Regions from separate parts of the Sus scrofa genome. Here regions 2 and 3 are each linked to region 1. Evidence: chromatin contacts called from public Hi-C and HiChIP or PLAC-seq data. All regions are on one chromosome and are shown on one strand. The core of a region is the stretch at or near the end of the contact, and the rest is flanking DNA. Distances in the headings are between cores, read along the strand shown.

What was found. Hi-C and Micro-C count contacts between places; a contact is called where the count stands out from the background. HiChIP or PLAC-seq counts read pairs in DNA pulled down with a chosen protein or histone mark.
Region 2: a contact with region 1 is called in an H3K27ac HiChIP or PLAC-seq map of alveolar macrophages. The contact joins the promoter of C6H19orf68 here to the promoter of CYTH2 in region 1. A contact is called at or near these places in 1 of 47 Hi-C or Micro-C datasets (embryonic fibroblasts) and 1 of 2 datasets of contacts at active chromatin or transcription factors (alveolar macrophages).
Region 3: a contact with region 1 is called in a Hi-C map of liver, with 4 times the contacts expected there. The contact joins the promoter of ZNF114 here to the promoter of CYTH2 in region 1. A contact is called at or near these places in 1 of 47 Hi-C or Micro-C datasets (liver) and 1 of 2 datasets of contacts at active chromatin or transcription factors (alveolar macrophages).

Annotation. Positions count from the first base shown.
Region 1 is chr6:53,868,115-53,870,791 of Sscrofa11.1, forward strand. It overlaps CYTH2 (cytohesin 2), which reads left to right and starts at 1,361. Exons shown (of 12, transcript NM_001144120.1): 1 at 1,361-1,379; 2 at 2,225-2,372; 3 at 2,471-2,537. The coding sequence starts at 1,361.
Region 2 is chr6:53,658,839-53,661,515 of Sscrofa11.1, forward strand. C6H19orf68 reads left to right here and starts at 1,384. Exons shown (of 4, transcript XM_005664646.3): 1 at 1,384-1,518. LIG1 (DNA ligase 1) reads right to left here and starts at 1,182. Exons shown (of 28, transcript XM_021094649.1): 1 at 1,054-1,182.
Region 3 is chr6:53,717,077-53,719,753 of Sscrofa11.1, forward strand. It overlaps ZNF114 (zinc finger protein 114), which reads left to right and starts at 1,374. Exons shown (of 4, transcript XM_021094653.1): 1 at 1,374-1,392; 2 at 2,062-2,147.

The DNA.
Region 1 (2,677 bases), core at 111-2,610:
ATTGAGGGGATTAGGAAGGTCCGTGTCTAATCTGTCAGCTTAACCAGGTCCTGGCTGGGAATCTGTCCCCACCTGCCTGGTTCAGGGACGTTGAATGAGGACCAGGCCCAGACAGCACCTCAGACCCAATTAGGGATCTGTCCATGACAGGGCCTGGGGAGCGAGGGAAGAGGCGGTTTTTGCCCAGTTTCTCCATCTGAACCAGGTCCCTGCACCCGTTTTGCCTGCAAGGAAAGGGAATGAGAGGTGGGGGAGGGGAAATGTCCTCAGATGCAGGGCTCGGAGAGGAGGGAGGAGTTTAAGAAGAACAAGACTTTGAGAGGAGGGGAAAGTGAGCTGAGCCGGGTTGGAGAGGACAGTAAGGGGGAGGAATGAAAGGTGGGAGGATGCCGAGGAAAGGGGAGTTGTCCTGGGGCGGGGGTGGTGTAGGGTGGTAAAATAAGGGGAGGAATTCGGGGGAGAGAGGGAGGAAATTGAGAGGCAGCCGGCTCTGGGAAGGCAGAGCCTACGTTTTCACTGTATCTGGCCTTCTCCTATTGTCCCATTCTCCAAGACAGGGACCAAAAAGCTAGCATTTGGAAGAAAGAATGTCTTTTGTTTCACCACTCTTTGACTATGAAGAGGCTGAGGTTGATGGGGAGGCCATGGGAAGGGGTAAGAGATCGGAGGGGCCAGTGCCCAGAGGAAGGAGGCCCAAAGAAAGGTGAGCCAAAGCCGCTCTCGGTTGCATGGCAACCACTGCGGTCAAAAGCCAGCTATGCCTGCTAGGAGATGTGACTCACAGAAACAACCAATGGTTGTGCCCCGCCCCCTGGCAACAAGCCTAATAAGGTACCGCCCCCTAGCAACGTATTGGTGGAGGCGGGGCTCAGTTGAATGGTATCCTAAATGCCCGCAGCCCTTGCGCAGGCGTATTCCTCTCTCTCTTCTCACGCAACTCCTTTCCGAGGCTTCTCATTGGCTTGCAAGCCAGCCAAGTGCTTTCTTTAGTTTCGGAGGCGGGACCCGGTCCCCTGCCAGCATTCCGATTGGCCTCGCAGACCATCTACCTCCTGCCGGACACGGCTATATCTACTCCTTGTGCGTCTATTGGCCGTGGAGGGCGATCCTTTGATATCGGAGGCGGGGCAGGCGAGAAGTCCCGCCGTAGATTGGGCGGTGTCAAAACGAGGGGCGGTCCCTACTGGCGGGGCGGTTGGGAGACGAAGGGAGAGTCTTTTCAGCGCTGAGGACTGGCGCTGAGGAGGCGGCGGTGGCTCCCGGGGCGTTTGAGCGGGCTCACCCGAGCCCGCGGGCCAACGCGGATCCAGGCCCGACCGGCGGGACCGCCCCGGACTCCCCGCGGGCCTTCCTAGCCGCCATGGAGGACGGTGTCTACGGTGAGTCGGGGAGGGGCGGGGCCGGCTGCAAGTGGATGGAGAGTTTCGCCCCGAAGGTTCCGCCGCGAACGTTCTCCCCGTAGCGCGCCTTGCTGAGCCTTTCGGCCCCGTCGTCGCCTTGCTTTTGTGGGGCCTGGGACGCGCTTCCGGCGGGGCTGGAGACTGGGGCGTTCCAGGCCATTGTTTGGGCCGAGCCTGTTTCCGGTGGCGGCGGGAGGGGGTGGGATGGAGCGGTGGAGGCGAGGCCCGGGGCGGAACCATTCCCTCTGGAGGGGCCGGGCGAGCCCAGTGCCTGCTGGGAGCGGGAAGGGGGGCTTCTGGGGGCGGTGGGGTGGGGAGAAATCTTGGGGCCTACCGAGAGCCCGCTAAGGCGGGGGCGGGGGCTTCCGATGCCCCGCCCCCTTCCTTAACTCTTGCCAGCTGTCATCAGCTTCCCCTGCCATAGTTACTTTCCATGGACCCAGGAGTCCGGACACCCAGACCCTCAGCTCCCTCGCCGAGAATGGAGGCAGAAAACCAAGGCCTCAGCCCCCTGTCAAGTAATGGACCGTAGCTCAAGCTTCCAGCCCTTTTTTGCTCCCCGCAGACCTGAGTTGAGGCTCCCAGTCCCCTTCCTCCACCCCCGGACTAAAGAGTTTGGATTCCCAGCCCTTCCATCTCTGGATTGAGGAATCTAGGCCCCCAACCCCTTCTTCCAGCAGACGGAGGAGGCTGGACCCTCATCCTCCCCGAACCTAGACGTCCTGCCCATCCCCCACCCCCACCCCTGTCCTCCCGCAGATGGCAGACATCCGGGTTTGGGGTCCCCAGAACTGACCCCCCCCACCCCCGACCCTCTTCCCCAGAGCCCCCGGACCTGACTCCCGAGGAGCGGATGGAGCTGGAGAACATCCGGCGGCGGAAGCAGGAGCTGCTGGTGGAGATCCAGCGCCTGCGGGAGGAGCTCAGCGAAGCCATGAGCGAAGTCGAGGGGCTGGAGGCCAATGAGGGCAGGTGAGGGCTGGGGCCGGGATCCTGGGGGTCAGGGGGCTTGGCTTGGGCCGGAGATGCACAGGCATTGACCCTCCATCCTGCACTCTCTGCCCCTGCAGCAAGACCTTGCAGCGGAACCGGAAGATGGCAATGGGCAGGAAGAAGTTCAACATGGACCCCAAAAAGGTGCTTGGGACCACAGGGCTGGGATCAGCCAGGAAGACAGACAGGGATTCTGGCATCTCCAGGTAGCAGAGGTGTGGTGGTGGACAGACTCGGGCCTGATCCCTGGATTCAGATATTGGCTGTCCCTCTGTCCCCTGACC
Region 2 (2,677 bases), core at 134-2,633, 210 kb before region 1:
TCAGGCTGCCTAATAAGTCAGAGGTTCAAATGGGCTGAAATGGTGGCCAAGGAGTGACGGCCATAATCCCATTTTCTGCTGTCTCCCCTCCCCCTTCCAAGCCAGCTCCCCTTTCCAAATGCCCCTCCCTGCCAAGTGCCCAACCCGTTACCCTTGAAGCTCTCCAAGACTTCTCTCTTCCCTCCTCAGGCCTCTCGGGCCCTCAGGCAATGATAAGCCATTGGGCAATGATAAGTTCAGACCTTTCAGCTACTCTCCCCTGAGCCCCACTCCCTCCCACGCCTTGGCCGCCTCCTTGCAGGGCCCTCCAGAAAGTTCCTGACCTTTCATAAGGCCTTAGCCCATTAGGCCTTTGCCTCAGTCTTACCATTGACTTCCCCCTGACCCCACCCATCTACCTGGGTTCAGCCTTTAAAGCTGGCCCCGTCCTTTTTTTGTTTGCTTTTTTTTTTTTTAGGGCCGCCCCCACGGCATATGGAGGTTCCCATATGCTAGGGATCTAACTGACGCTGCCGGCCTATGCTACAGCCGAGCCACCGAGCCGCGTCTGCGACGCCAGGGATCGAACCCGCAACTCCATGGTTCCTAGCCGGATTCGTTTCCGCGACGGAAACTCCTCTTCCAACATTTTCATTAAACTTTTCCCTAGCCCCACCCCTTCCAGGTGGGCCCGCCTCCCCCGGCCCCGCCCCGCAAGTCCAACTTCCAGATGACCCCGCCCACCAACAGCCTTTCCCCGCCCCCATCCCTCTATAGACACGCCCTTCCATGTGGTCCCGCCCCTCCAGGCCTCTCCTCAGAGCCAGTTCAGTCCAGGGGCTCCAGGCCTCACCTACATTCTACCTGCCCCTGAGCCTCCGACAGATGCTGCCCCGCCCCCTCGAGCGGCCCATTGCCCGCTCTCTCCCCTCCACAGCGCGCTCCTGGCCGCCTCAGCGTCTCCCCACGTCCGCTCCTCTGCAGCTGACCGACGCTGCGAAGGCATGAACTCTGAGTTTACTACACGCGCGCCATTCCCCAGCCCTGAAGCCCCGCACGGACGACTCCACTTGCCTCTCTCCGGGCCAGACACCGCTGGCCAGAGCGTCACACCCGGAACCGCAGGGCGCTACACTGCAGTACCAAATTCGCGCCACGGAGTTCGCGCGCAGACTTCTACGGCCGGGGGCGGGGCCGAGCTGAGGGGCGGAGCCCGGAGGACGGCCGCGCCGCCGTCGCGCAGAGGGTCCTGGGAGTTGTAGTTTCTTGGCCGCGAGACCGCAAGAAAGGGGGTGAAGTGGGGCGAGCCCTCCCGCAGAGCACGCTGGGAAACGGCCCCGAGCCTCCTCTTGTACTGAATGAGTGGGTGCGGCTGCGGGTCCAAGGAGTGACCGCCAAGAAAAGGGAGCTTCGGTGGAAGCTGCTTCGCGAGGCACGGCGGGAAGAGAGGCGGGAGGCCGCGCGGGGCATCCCGGGAGCAAGGGCCGGGCCGGGCCTCGGCGCGGGGCATTGTGGGAGGTGGACGCCGCTCCGGGGCGGGTAGGTGATTGGGGAGGGGCGGGAAGGGTGCACATCTGGGGGAGGGGAGAGGCACAGCTGGGTGGGACAGCCTGGATGGGAGGTGCCGAGGCGGGCGGGGCTGGGAGGGATTGGGGAGACAGGAGCCAGCTGGGAGGGGCTGCCCAAGGGGGGGAGGCGAAGCTGGACGTGGGGGAGCATCTGGGGTGATAAAGCCCATCTAAGGACGACGGACCATGTCTAGGATGAGGACCCATATTTGGGGAGGACGGGAACTGTAGATGAGAGGAGGGGGCCACAACTGGACTGGGCGGTATATCTGGGCAGGAAGAGACCACAGATGAATATTGGTGACACTTCTGAGAATTGGCCACAAGTGAATGGGGCACACACCTGTAGGCAGAGGGTCCATACTAGATGTGGGGAGGACGTCTGGATACGGGGGCACCTCCACAGCTGGATATGGCAACCCATAGGGGTCCCATCCAGGAGAGGGGCAATAGCTGCCTAGAATCTGAGACACATCTGGGGAGGAGGGAGCCACAGATGCATGAAGAATACGACTAGCAGAGTTCTTGTTGTGGCTCAGCGGTTAACGAACCCGACTAGGAACCATGAGGCCGTGGGTTCGATCCCTGCCTTGCTCAACGGATTAAGGATCCCGCGTTGCTGTGAGCTGTGGTGTAAGTCGCAGAAGAGGCTTGGATCCCGTGTTGCTGTGGCGTAGGCCGGTGGCTACAGCTCGGATTGGACCCCTAGCCTGGGAACCTCCATATGCCACCAGTGCGGCCATTAAAAAACAAAAGAAAAGAAAAAGAGTATGACTGGGGACAAGGAACCCATAACTGAATGGGCAGAGCACATCTGGAGATGGAACATTTTTAGAGGGGGGACAAGCTGGATGTGGCTTACAGCCCAAGTGTAGGCACATGGGGCGGGGGAGGGTATTTCTATGGAAATGGAGGCACTAGAGGCTGCCGCCAAATGTGGGAGGCATATCTGGAAGGCGAGGAGATCCTACCTGGAAGCTGAGAACACATTTGAGGAGGCGTCCGCGACTGAGTTTAAGGACGCCTATTTTGGGAGAGGGACCTTAATTGTACGGGGGTGGGGGTGGGGGTCACACCCGTGGAGAAGGGGACCGGCGTTGGAGTTAGGATCAGGATGAAAGGTTCCAGTT
Region 3 (2,677 bases), core at 124-2,623, 150 kb before region 1:
TCAAACCAATAAGCTTTTTCGCAGCTTAAACAAATACACTATAAGCATGTCAGAAGAGAGTATGGAGGCTTCACAAATTCAAGAAAAAAGTCACTCTCAAAGTTAGTCTAAGAAGGACTTCCCTGGTTGCCTAGTGGTTTAGGGTCCAGCATTGTCACTACTGTGGTGCAAGTCACTGCTGTGGCACAGGTTCAGTCCCTGGCCTGGGGACCTCTGCCTGCCGTAGGAGCAGCCCCAACCTCCCCCCACCCCGGTCCCCGCAAATCCCAACGCCAAAGAGTCTACAGAAGTAAAAGGATGTTACAGGGAAAATGGTGTCTCCCAGGAATTCCCGTCGTGGCGCCATGGAAATGAATCCGACTAGGAACCATGCAGTTGTGGTTCGATACCTGGCCTTGCTCAGTGGGTTAAGGATCTGGCGTTGCCGTGAGCTCTGGTGTAGGTCACCCACTGGCTCGGATCCTGCGTTGCCATGGCTCTGGTGTAGGCCCGCAGTGGCAGCTCCGATTAGACCCCTAGCCTGGGAACCTCCACATGCCACAGGTGCGGCCCTAAAAAGACAAATGGTGAAAATAAATAAATAAATGAAAATAAAAATGACGTTCTTGGAGTTCCCGCTGTGGTGCAGTAAGTTAAGAATCCACCATTGTCGCTGTGCTGGCGCCAGTTCAATTTCTGACCCTGGATCTCCCATATATGTGTGCAGCCCCCAAATAAAAAAGACATTCTTGGAGTTTCTGCTGTGGCGCAAGGGGAGGAGCAGCATCTTGGGAGCTTCAGTTCGATTCCCAGCCCTGCACAGTGGGTTAAGGATCCAGCGTTGCCAAAGCTGCGGCTTAGGAGGCAACCTAGGCTGCGAATTGATCGGTGGCCTGGGAGCTCCATATGCCCCGGGGGCAGCCAAGAAAAAAAAAAAGGACATTCTTAACATTCTTTACTTTTGGTCCACCCACCCTTTCTTCCTTCCTTCCTTTCTCCCTCCCCTCTTTTCTTTTTGGTCTTTTTTAGGGCCGCACCGCCGCCATATGGAGCTTCCCAGGCTACGGATCGAATTGGAGCTACAGCTGCCCACCGGATCCTTAACCCACTGAGCAAGGTCAGGGATCGAACCTGCATCCTCATGGATACTAGTCAGCTTCCTTACCGCTGAGCCGCTAGGGGAACTCCCCCTCTTTTCTTTAATGAGCGAAGCAGATGTAGTCTGCATATTGTGCTAGGTCACACACAGGCTGGGCTCATTAGCACAAAGTTCAAGTGAATCATGTCTAAACCCAAATGACTTCCCCATACCTCAATGTTTGAACATTTCTTTCATCACTTGTAAAAGCAACTTCATCTTTGTCACAAACAGGTGGATCTGGAATCACAGCAAAACCACTTCACAGCTGGGAGGTAGGTTCTAAAAAGAGGCAGCGAGGGCCCAAGGGAGGCTCAGGGGACGCACCATTACGTCCGTCTTGGCCCTTTTCCAGCACAGATAAAAACCAGTCCTTGGAAACTGACCGTCCTTCTGACCAACGGAGCGGGGAGGCGCACTGCCCTCCAGGCCTGGGAACTTCCTGGCGGGCGGGGGGATGGGGTGGGCGGGGAGGGGCGGGGGGGGGGAGATGGGGTGGGAGTTGGGGGGAGGGGGGAGGGATGGGGTGGGCGGGGAGGGGCGGGGACGGTGTGAGCCCGAGGCAGGGAGCTAGCGTCTGGGGACGCTAGCAGGTCCGGCTGCCTCCAGGCTCCGGAGTTCCTGGGGAGAAAGTTACGCTGGAAATGTGACTCTGCCGGGGGTGGGGTCAGTCCCTGGGCTCCGGGAGGTTTTCCGGGGGCGGGCAAGGGTGCTGCTCTCGGGATCCCCTTCCTGCTTGGCTCCTCCTCCTCCTCCTCCCCTTCCTTGAGACGACCATTTTGGGGAGGGGGATCTGGAAGCCGGCTCGGGCTGCGTTTCCACGGGAGTCGAGAGCAGCTGCCTGTCTGGATCCTTCCCGGGGGGGGGGGGGAACAGGGGGAGGGTCACAATTTCTTGATTTCAGTATTCGTTTTTACCGTTCCACCCTTCACTTCTGTCTCCAGCCCCGCACCCCTCTCGTATCGCAACGGGCGCTTGGGCTGCGCCACCTGCCGTGTAGACCCGTCGAGAAGCCAGTGCGGGTGAAATGGTAAGTTTGCCGGCGGCGGCTCGAGTCCGCATTGCCGGGAGTCGAGAGCAGCTGCCTGCAAAGACCGGATTTCCTCCGTCCCGGAGGAAAGAGGAAGCCACCAGGAGCCCAGGCGCGGAGCTCAAATGGGCCCTTCACCTCCAAGGAGAGGGGGCTCCCCAGCCCCGGGCTGCAACCTTGCAGGACGCCCCGGTCTGTCCCTGGGCGCCGGCAGCGCTGGCGGCCACTGTGTTATTTGAATTCGTAAATGTGTTGGGGTCCTTTGGGGTGAGGGTGAGCAGCCACACCCCGGGCGCAGTCAGACTGAAGGATGCCCAATGAGTTCTCTTCGGGAGAAAGGGCTTCCGGGTTTAAGTGGGGTCCAGGGAGCACATCCTTTTTTTTTTTTTTTTTTTTTTTTTTTTTTTTCTGTGAAAGCTCGGACCTCCGCAGAGAGCAGTTTTAAGAGGCCAGATTGAGGAGTTCCCGCAGTGGCTCAGCGGAACTGACCCGACTAGTATCCATGAGGTTGCGGCTTCGATCCCTGGCCT